Linked DNA regions of Sus scrofa: regions 2 and 3 are each linked to region 1. A link is a contact called in public HiChIP or PLAC-seq data. All regions are on one chromosome and are shown on one strand. The core of a region is the stretch at or near the end of the contact, and the rest is flanking DNA. Distances in the headings are between cores, read along the strand shown. Region 1 holds the start of BRD7 (bromodomain-containing protein 7). Region 2 holds the start of SNX20 (sorting nexin-20). Region 3 holds the start of CYLD (ubiquitin carboxyl-terminal hydrolase CYLD).

Region 1 (3,471 bases), core at 127-2,626:
ACTCTTACTCAAGTATAAATGACAAATGTCAGCCCCTTTCTTGAAAGCAGTCTGTGATTATGGGTTTATTTGAAAATATACAGGGCCGTAAATTTAAGGTAGAGACAATCAAGAATCCTTCATCATGTTCACAAGTAAAAAGAGCTTGTGGGAGTTCCCATTGTGGTTCAGCAGGTTAAGAACCCAACACAATGTCCCTGAGCACATGGGTCCAATCCCTGGCCTTGCTCAGGGGGTTAAGGGTCCAGAACTTCCATAAGCTGCAGGTGCAGCCACTAAAAAAAAAAAAAAAAAAAAAAAAGCTTGTGATTCAGATTCGGAAAACCTGAATTTGAAGCCTGACTCTACAATTAGCAACGTCCTTCATTTCTCTGGGCATCCATTTCTTCATCTGTAAAATGGGAACAAGAATATTTCTGCTCTTCCTATCTTACAAGGTTGTCATGTAGAAAAACGGCAACATTATTTTGTCTCCCTACAGCCAACATCCCTGGACGTGTTATATGAAAAACATCTTAACTTTTTATTTGGATGAATGCCAATGAGCAGACATGTGAATAGCTCATCTCACTAGCAGGGTTCAGCATCTTCGGATAAAAGTAAAGAAGGGCTTAAAACAGGATTGAGGAGTACACATGAATCTACAGAGCAAGAGCGTAAGTCTGGCCCCCACTTGGTGTGGATCCAGATATATTTTCATTGTTTTTTCTATTTAATTTTTAAATTTCAGTTTTCCCTTCAAAAAAAAAAATTTAACATGCACTTGAGAAAATTGTTAAACAGTGTAGAGACAATCCACTCCACCTCCAGTCATATCACCTGAGATAACCACTGTTAACACTTCTGTGTAGCCATGACATACTTTTCATCCAGATGTCAACATTTATTTCCTTAAATGCATCTTACCCAACACACTCTGCTCTATACCCTGTTGATGTGGTTTTAATTAAGGTCTTGGAGGCCTTTACACATCATCACATACGATTTTCTTTTAAGATCAGAAGTCTTGATTTACCAATGTGCTGGATCAGGTATCCAGTAAAGGGATCAGTAAGTATTGTTAAATGGAAGATACAAGCAAGGGGAAGTGGGATATAAGGGAGGAGTCAGGAAATGAGGGTGATAAGAAGGAAAGAAAGAGGAAGAAAGGAAGGAAGGGGGGAGGGAAGGAATCAAGGCGGGGAGAGAGGAAAGAGGAAGGGAGGGAAAGAGCCGGAGGGCAAAAGGAGTTCCAAAGCGGTGGGCCACGCCCCCTGCCCGCCCCCGGCCCGCCCCCAGCCCGGACCCCGCCCCTAGTCCGCAGGCTGCGGCGCCACCTCCAGCCGCCAGGGGCCGCCACTCGCAGCTACCTGCTCTCTGCGCGCGCGGCGGGCCCTCTCTCCCGCCTCAGCGCCAGCCGGTCGCCGACCCGCCGCCGCTCTTGGGCTCCGGCCGGGTCTCGCGCGCCGTCTTCTCGTGAGGGGCCTCGCGCCGCCCGGCGCTCGCCGTCCCCCTGCCTCGCGGCGCGGGGTCTCGCGGGCCCCGCTCCCGCCCTCCGCTCGCCTGGCCCGGACCGGAAGCGGCGCCGCACGGCCTGGGCCTGGCGCGGGGGGCGGGCACCGGGGCCCGGTCGGACATGGGCAAGAAGCACAAGAAGCACAAGTCGGACAAACACCTCTACGAGGGTGAGGAGTGGGCCGCGGTGGGGGGCGGCGAGCCCGCGGCTGCTCGGTGGGGTTTACGTTCCTTCGAGACCACTCTGGAGCATCCGAGGCGGGCCGGGGGGATGCCCAGGTCCCTCGGGCAGGCCCGGACCCGCGAAGGGGGCGCGGTCCATCTGAGCCGCACAGACCCCACGCAGGGGCGGCATTCGAACCCGAGACCCCCGGCCCGGGAGGGTCTCCTGTGGGGAGATGCGAGGCGGCCTCGAAAGGCCCGGGAGCGTTCGGGACGGCCACTTGGTAAGTGCCTGTCATTCAACAGGTGCTTCGCGGGGCGCCCACTGCGTGCCCCGGGCCGCCTTGGCCTGTGCGCCTCCTTCTTCCCCTGCCCAGGGGTCACTCTGCTCGTGGATACCGCCCAGCGAGGCCCTCCTTTAATCGAGACCCTTTTCTTTCGTTCAAGAATATGTAGAGAAGCCCTTGAAGCTGGTCCTCAAAGTGGGAGGGAACGAAGTCACCGAGCTCTCCACGGGCAGCTCCGGGCACGACTCCAGCCTCTTCGAGGACAAAAATGATCATGACAAACACAAGGACAGAAAGCGGAAAAAGAGGAAGAAAGGAGAGAAGCAGGTTCCAGGGGAAGAAAAGGGGAGGAAACGGAGACGAGTAAAGGTAAAGTCATTGCATTGCTTCAGCTTTTTTTGGTGCTACCACTTTCTGAGCATTGCCGCCTCCCGCTGCCAATCTTTTTACTTATTTTGTGTCCAGTGAAATGCTCAGCTGCCTATAAAATCAGACTTGTTTTGAGGAGGAGCAGGGCAGAATAGGAACGTGAATCACCTGTGAGCTTCAGCAGCTCTTTATTAGACTAATTGTACGCACACATCAGGTGATCGAGCTAAGTCCTGATTTTCAGGAGCTGCTTCAGAGTGCTTTTTCTATCTAGGAAAGGTTAAAGTCATGCTCAGTAAAGCCTCAGTGTTCGAGGTTTGTGGAAAACAGTCGTTTGAAAAGTGAATGAGTATGACTGAATCACTTTGCTGGACACCTGAAACTAACACAGTTAGTATATCAACTATATATCAGTAAAAAAAAAAAAGTGAGTAGGATCTCTTGGGGTTCAAATTTTGTTCCAAGATAAGTACCGTTATGCCACATGCATGATGAACAACTTTCATCTTTTGAAACAAAGTTTGAGTCTGTTGAAGAGAAAATTGGATTAGAAAACTTTAAGGACTATGACACCAGTAATTTTTAAAAAAAGTTTTCTTAATCACACACGGTTAATAGAAAAAAGCTGGGAGGAGTGAGCTGCCATCTTGGTTTCTAAGCTGGGTAAAACAATAACTAACTTTCCTTTCAAGGATGATCACATACACACTTGGAATTGTCCTACATTTATTCTGCGCTTCCTAAATATAACTTGTCACTGAGTGACTTGTTAATTTTTTTTGTTTTTTCTTTTGCTTTTCAGGGCCACACCTGTGGCATATGGGGTTGAATCAGAGCTACAGCTGCTGGCCTCCACCACAGCCACAGCAACCCAGGATGTGAGCTGTGGCTGCAACCTACACCACAGCTCACAGGAACACCAGATCCTTTCACCCAGAGTAAGGCCAGGGATCAAACCCGTGTCCTCATGGATACTAGTCAGGTACATTACCACTGAGCCATGACAGGAACTCCAAAGCGACTTATTATTAATGACTGGATTTTGAAGCTAGGTTTCTGTAGGTTTAGTTGTAAGTTTATATATACAACAGAAGTGTTCTGGTCCATGTGATTTTTTTTTTTTTTTTTTTTTTTTGGCTTTTTAGGGCCACACCTGAGG
Region 2 (3,344 bases), core at 103-2,602, 300 kb before region 1:
GCAGAGAGGGCTGGATTTCAGCCTCACTCCTGCCCTCTGGAGGTGCTCTGTGCTTCAGACGGTATACAGTGATGGCCCTCAACTCCCACCAAACTCGTCGAAGCTGTTACCTAAACGAACCGATCTCCCAGAAACAAGATGTTTATGTTCGCTGATAATGAAAATTAGATTTTCTTCACATATTAGCACATGCATCTCCATGGATCCTTACACACATCAGAAGGACTGACAGTCCTGAGCTTGTGTGAAGCCCAGGAGGGGCTGAGGTGTTTCCGCACCCCGGTTCCCCCGCTATGTTTCAGCAGATCCACAGCAGTGCCCTGCACCACACTCTATCTGTGACCTTGATATTAAAACTCTGCAGCATTAAGAACTTTTGAGATTTAAAAAAAATTTTAACATTATTATTATTGCTTTTTTTAGGGCTATACTTGCAGCATATGGAAGTTCCTAAGCTAGGGGTCGAGCTGCAGCTGTTGGCCTACACCACAGCTCACGACAACGCCAGATCCTTAACCCACTGGGCAAGGCCAGGAATCAGATCTGCATCCTCATGGGCACTAGTTGGGTTCTTAACCCGATGAGCCACAACAGGTACTCCCGAGATTTTTTTAAAGGCTGTGGAAAAACAAGATTGCCATGACCAAATTTTATTTTGCATTTATTATTATTATTATTTGTCTTTTTGCCTTTGGTAGGGCCACTCCCGTGGCACATGGAGGTTCCCAGCCTAGGGGTCTATTTGGAGCTGTAGCCGCTGGCCTACGACACAGCCACAGCAACGTGGGATCCGAGCCGAGTCTGCGACCTACACCACAGCTCACAGCAACACCGGATCCTTCACCCCCTGAGCGAGGCCAGGGATTGAACCCCCAACTTCATGGTTCCTAGTTGGATACTTTAACCACTGCGCCAGGACGGGAACTCCTTTGACAAAATTTTAAATTACCTATAAACAAACACTTTACCGGTTTGAGTTTTCTTTACCAGACATGTGGTCGACCATTTCTTGTTGAATTTCTCAACAGAGGTGTGTTGGTCTTGGAGTCCTAAGCTTGCCAGACACGGGGAACTGCAGTGAGGAGTTGTTTACAGTATTCAGTCATTTGCCCAATGTGGAATGCTTTGGTGCTGGGAGGATCTTTAATTTAATCTCATGTTGCACTGGGAGAAACTGACATTCAGAGAGCCAAGTGCCCTGCCCGGGTCACACAGTGAACCTCAGCCCCATCTCCATGGTTCTGCCTTCGCCCACTCATTCATTCATTCACAGTTACTGAGCAACCACTAGGTGGCAGGCACTGCGGTGGATCCTGGGGACAGAACCCTGATACCAAGTCCCACCGCAGACAAGGCATTTGAGACACGCACTCAACAAGTAAACACATGAGCGAAACAGTGATGCGTGCAGGCAGAGGGGTCAGGGAAGGCGGTGCAAAGGAGAGGCAGTGAAGCCGAACCCTGGGCATGAGAGCCAGCCGGTCGTGGAGGCAACTGAGCGCAGGGCATGGCCGGCTGAAGGCATGGCCAGGGCAGAGGCCGTGCCGCGTGTTTGAGGAACAGGAAGCGGTGCAGCTGGCCGGTGCATGGTAAGTGATGCTGACAGGCTGTGCAAAGAGGTCAGGAAGGGGGCAGGCTGCAGCTCACTGAGGCCTCAGCAGGGGTCTGAGTTTACCCAGAATGCAGTGAGAGGCCATCCAGTGGTCAAAGGGGTGTGAATTCTAAGAGAGACAACTAGATTCTGAAGTGCCAGCACTTCCTTTCCTAAGTCCCCGGGGTCCCTCCGTGTCCCCTTCTCACCTTCTGGCTTCAGCACTGCAGAGGGGGGAGGGGAACGACACCCACTCCCGCCCTCCCCCGTAGCCCGTGACACGCCTGTTCTTACATGGAGAGCTTTTCCGCTGCATAGAGAACCCTGTCCTGCAGAGAAAAGCCCACACCTGGCAGGTGGCCAAGGGTGGCGACTCCAGGTCCCTTTGGACCAGCTAGGTCCTTCCCATGCAGACCAGACACTCCTGCGCATCTGGGGGGTTTCCAGAGCATCTCCTGCCCCCAGAAGAGGAAGCAGTGGCTTCTACACACTCCTCCCCGTGGTTGCAGGCTGCAGGAAGGGCTGAGCCTGCCTTGGCATCTCGCAGACTCCAGGCTCAGGCTGGGGGTGAGAGAGAAAACTGGAACCTGGAACATAGCAGGACCGGACTCAGAGAGGAGGGGAGCCGGGGTTCCAGCCTGGCTCTGTGCAGAGCCCTCAACGCCATACCACACCAGGCGTTCTGTGTGAATGAGAAATGGCCCCAGCGCTCAAGCCAGCAAACCACAGATACACTATTAATGATGCTCCCCCTGAGTTACACGACTGCATCCCTGACACAGGTGGATGAATATCAGATTCTGCATTGCGCTGCAGGGCTGGGGCATTTGATGGCCATTTCAGTAAAACAAGGCTAGTAGGTGAACATGCCATGGAAAAATCATTCAACCTCATCAACCTCATCCCTTACACCATACCCCCAAAATCCCCTTCGTCTAAGTGCATTACAGAGCCCCGAATGAGAAAGGCAAACTAGAAAGCTTTGTAGAACCACAGGAATTGTCTGCATTTGCACAGTGCTTACTAGGTACCAGCATCATCCGAAGGGCCTTGTGCATCCTAACTCATCTTAAGCCTCACGATGGCCTGTGAAGCTGTTGCGGAAAGAACCATAAAGCACAATAAAGGAGAGAGGCCCACCGTCTCTCAGGTATGACACCCGCAGTGAAAGCAAAGACTAATACCGTTGAAAGCTTTATTTATCAAAAGATCCCCCTCCCCCGACCGGAGTACAAATGCATACCATAGGATGGGGAAAGAAATTGAAAGCATATCTATGCAAATAATCCATAAGGAAAATAAACAAACTGTGAAGAAAATAATCCAATAAAAAAAAAATGAGCAAATGGGAGTTCCCTGGTAGCATAGTGGATTAAGGACCTGGCATTGTCACTGCAGCAGCACCGTTGCTGCTGTGGTGCAGGTTCAATCCCTGGCCCGGGACCTTCCCCATGCTGCAGAGGTCTGTTAGTAGGAAATAAATTACAAAGGAAACAAGGAATGAGCCCCTATCAGAAGCAGGGCTAGGGAGGGGAGGGCTCATAGCTGGGGAGAGACATATGGTGGGCTTGTTGGGGGAGCTGGAGAGGTTTTATTTTTTTAAATTTTTATTAAAATTCCCTCTGCATACCTGCAGCATACGGAAGTTTCCAGGCTAGGGGTTGAACTGGAGCTGTGGCTGCTGGCCTACACCACAGTCACAGTGACGCAGAATCTGAGCCTTGCCTGCAACCTATACCACAGCTCACGGCAA
Region 3 (3,428 bases), core at 439-2,938, 360 kb before region 1:
AGAAGGGGACAGGAGTGATGGGGGCTGAGAGACTGAAAGGCTTGGTGGCTGGAAGATGACAACCATCCTAAAACATGCAAATGCCATGGGGTTGAACAGAAAAGATGCCAAGTACACGAATAACTGGGCAGCTGACCCGGCTGAGACCCAAACTCAGGAACACTATCTTCCCTCAAGACCTCACGCTTTTCCCTACAGACTGTTAATTTGACAATAAAGAAAAAACAAAAAGAAAGAAAAGAATGAATACCTTGCTTCAACAGAGCGCACCTTTCAACTAAAGAACTCCAGGTTGTTGTATAAAACCATCCTCACCCTGGAAAGGGGGAAACTGAAAGAAAAAGCACAACACGCCATTAAGGAGGCCAGAACCCCGACTGCTCTTCCTGGACGGGAGCCACAAACACCCTAAAACCGATCGACCGATACGCCCCAAAGCACCGATGTGACATATTACAGCCTAGGCTCTCGATGCCAACCCTGGCTGTCGGGAGCCGGCCAGTGGCCGGTGCCTCGGTTTCGCCACCTGTAAATGGGGGGGGACCCAAGGGGGAGACGGTTTCCTGCGCTGCTCCCACCCCAAAGTCCTCTCTTCTCCGGAGGTCCCGGCGGCGGCGACATGGTCCCACGATTCGGGAGCCCTCTCAGGAAGGCCCCGGGGGGTGGGGAAGCCCTGGTGGTGGGGAAGCCCGGGCTGACGTCAGTGGGCTCAGCACCCCGCGGGCCTGGCCCTGCTAAGGGCCAGGGCAAGTAACGGGCCGGCGCCGAGGGCCCGACGACCGAAGCGACAGCTCGAGGCGCCCAAAGGCCGGGGAGGGGTGCCCAAGGGGCCGGGCCGCCCGTCGCTCGCCCGCTCGGCCGCCGGCTCACTCACTCACCTTGGGTGGCCGGGCGTCGCCCCTTCCCCAGCCTCGCTAGCCCGAGTCCCAGACCAGCCCTGGCGCCCCACACCCACCGCCCTAGTATTTACCTCCGACGCGCGGAGCCCCGCGCAGCCTAACCTGCTACCTGGGCCCGCCCCCACCTGCCCCGCCTCCGAACCGCCCAGGGAGGGAGGGAGGGAGCGGGGGCGGTAGGGACAACCGTCGCGCTAACCAATCGCCGCCGGAACTATGTTCCTGCGCACGCTCTGATTGGGCCTCCCTGTGACAGACCTTCCTCCAATGGCTGCCAGCCCGGAGCGGACTGAAGGGACTTTCCGCTCGGTCAAGCTCGGTGGAGCCAAAGGGAAAGCGGAGGGGCGGGGAGGAGAAAATGGGGGATGGGGGCGGGGAGCTCAGGCTGATTGGACTAAAGATTGTCGGTGCCGTAGCACCATTGGCTGATACCGGAGCCAGGGCGGGGCCCTGTGCTGCTCCCGGTTCCACCTCCCAGGCCCAGGTCTTGGCTTCAGGCTTAGCTGTCAAAACTCCTGTTGGTTGCGAGTTTGGGGCTAGGGTGGGGAGCAACCCAGAAGCCAGGTGGGAATGCTTTTAGGATTCCATGAAAAAGCAAAGCTTTAGAACGAGACCTAGGTTTGAGTCCTTTGAACTTTCATTTAGCAACTGCAAGACATGGGGAACTCACAACTACTCTGAGCCTCAGTTTCCCCATCTGTAAAATGGAGATAACCGTATCACCTGTCTTACAGGAGCGTTGTGAAATATCGTATGTAAAGGTCCTGACACACAGCAGGAGCTCGGCAATATTAAGTCTTTTCTTCGCCCTCGGATTCTGTCTGGGACCCGTGTTTCTGAACCTCTGTTGCCCCCTCTTCCCAGTTTGGAGACAGGTTTCCCTAGAATGGTGGAGAAGGAATTTCCATAGGCCTCCTCTCTCAGCTCTGCACCCCTGGCCCTCAGCCAGCACTTGGGGTATAGTTAAGGATCTTTCAATTAGAAGGGAGGTTTCTGATTCCCAAAAGTGCTCAAAATATTTAAGGAAGTGCTTTTTATAAGCAGTCCCAGAGCCTTGCAGCATGCCTTGCTGCACTGGATACTCCTGTTAATTAATTCCTTCTCCTTTGACATTTTAAGTACCAATTATAGGAGAAGGTGATTAATACTGAAGAAGGAAGGTAGGGGTGTGTGTGTGTGTGTGTGTGTGTGTGTGTTTAATCATGAGAGGGAAAATTTCCCCAGTGGAAAGTGACATTTCTGAAGATCTGGGGAATTTAAACCATTGAGTACATAAAAGAAGTCACATGAATGATTACCTAACAGTACTAGTAAACAAGCCACCCATCTCCATGACCATAAACACCCAGAATGAAATGGACATCTTTTGAAACCCTCAGCCTCAATCCACTCTTGCTCCTCTGTGAACTGAAGTTTGGCCCTTGCCATCTGTCTCTACGTGGAGTAAAATATGAGCCACTGAAGCTACCAAACCGAAGCAGCCCCAGAGCTCAGGGTGGAGACCGGGACTGAGGCCCTCTGTGCTCTGGGAAAACTGGAAGAACGGGTCCTCGGATACTTAGCTATCTTTAGGAGAGGATTTTCTGAGCCCAATACTTGCATCTCCTCATGTCCAGAAAAACACTGAAACCATCAATGATGACTGATGTCTCTGACTAGTTGTAACCTTCACGAGACCAGCAGCCAACTTTCACAAAATGCGTGCATGGCTGCAGGCACTGCCCCCTTCACCTTTACGACGTATCTCGATACCCCTCCTTTCCTCTTTGAGGCATTATTTCAGAGCTATCCGAAATACTGCCTCCATGGAGTTCCCGTCGTGGCGCAGTGGTTAACGAATCCGACTAGGAACCATGAGGTTGCGGGTTCGGTCCCTGCCCTTGCTCAGTGGGTTAACGATCCGGCGTTGCCGTGAGCTGTGGTGTAGGTTGCAGACTCGGCTCGGATCCCGCGTTGCTGTGGCTCTGGCATAGGCCGGTGGCTACAGCTCCAATTCGACCCCTAGTCTGGGAACCTCCATATGCCGCGGGAGCGGCCCAAAGAAATAGCAAAAAAAAAAAAAAAGAAATACTGCCTCCTGGGCTGTAGTTCAGTGGACAAAAGATGTCAAGGTCATCTGTGAGAACAGCCACCCCCAAGGATGGGCCAGTGAGCCCTGAGGGAACTCAGGAAAGAAACAAAGAAGACTAGCCCACAGCCGAGGTGCATATCAAAGGAGTGATTCCAGTAAGCCCAGATCCTTATTAGATCTTCCCATAGAAACAGATTTTCTGTAAATCTGGTTCTCTGTAAATCTGTTGTTCCTACTGCCTTCCCTTTGTTGCAAAAACTCGTATATCCTAGCTTCCCCCCTTGCTCCCTCGCTTCGGTTTCTCAGGGCTACCTGAGATGCTGTCTCCTGGGCTCAAGTCCTAATTTCACCCCCAATAAAACTTAACTCTCAACTTTCAGGTTGAGCACTTCTTTAGTCGACACCTCCTTAATCCATCCTCACCCCCAAGTCTGTGATCGCACTGCAGGAGAAAACAGTAA

Evidence for each region. HiChIP or PLAC-seq counts read pairs in DNA pulled down with a chosen protein or histone mark.
Region 2: a contact with region 1 is called in an H3K27ac HiChIP or PLAC-seq map of alveolar macrophages. The contact joins the promoter of SNX20 here to the promoter of BRD7 in region 1. A contact is called at or near these places in 1 of 5 promoter capture datasets (liver) and 1 of 2 datasets of contacts at active chromatin or transcription factors (alveolar macrophages).
Region 3: an H3K27ac HiChIP or PLAC-seq map of alveolar macrophages shows a contact between it and region 1. The contact joins the promoter of CYLD here to the promoter of BRD7 in region 1. A contact is called at or near these places in 1 of 5 promoter capture datasets (liver), 1 of 47 Hi-C or Micro-C datasets (embryonic fibroblasts) and 1 of 2 datasets of contacts at active chromatin or transcription factors (alveolar macrophages).

What each region holds. Positions count from the first base shown.
Region 1 is chr6:34,476,632-34,480,102 of Sscrofa11.1, forward strand. It overlaps BRD7 (bromodomain-containing protein 7), which reads left to right and starts at 1,377. Exons shown (of 16, transcript XM_021094214.1): 1 at 1,377-1,664; 2 at 2,104-2,312. The coding sequence starts at 1,616.
Region 2 is chr6:34,175,401-34,178,744 of Sscrofa11.1, forward strand. It overlaps SNX20 (sorting nexin-20), which reads left to right and starts at 1,353. Exons shown (of 5, transcript XM_021094194.1): 1 at 1,353-1,589.
Region 3 is chr6:34,120,251-34,123,678 of Sscrofa11.1, forward strand. CYLD (ubiquitin carboxyl-terminal hydrolase CYLD) reads right to left here and starts at 1,689. Exons shown (of 18, transcript XM_021094191.1): 1 at 879-1,689; 2 at 271-331.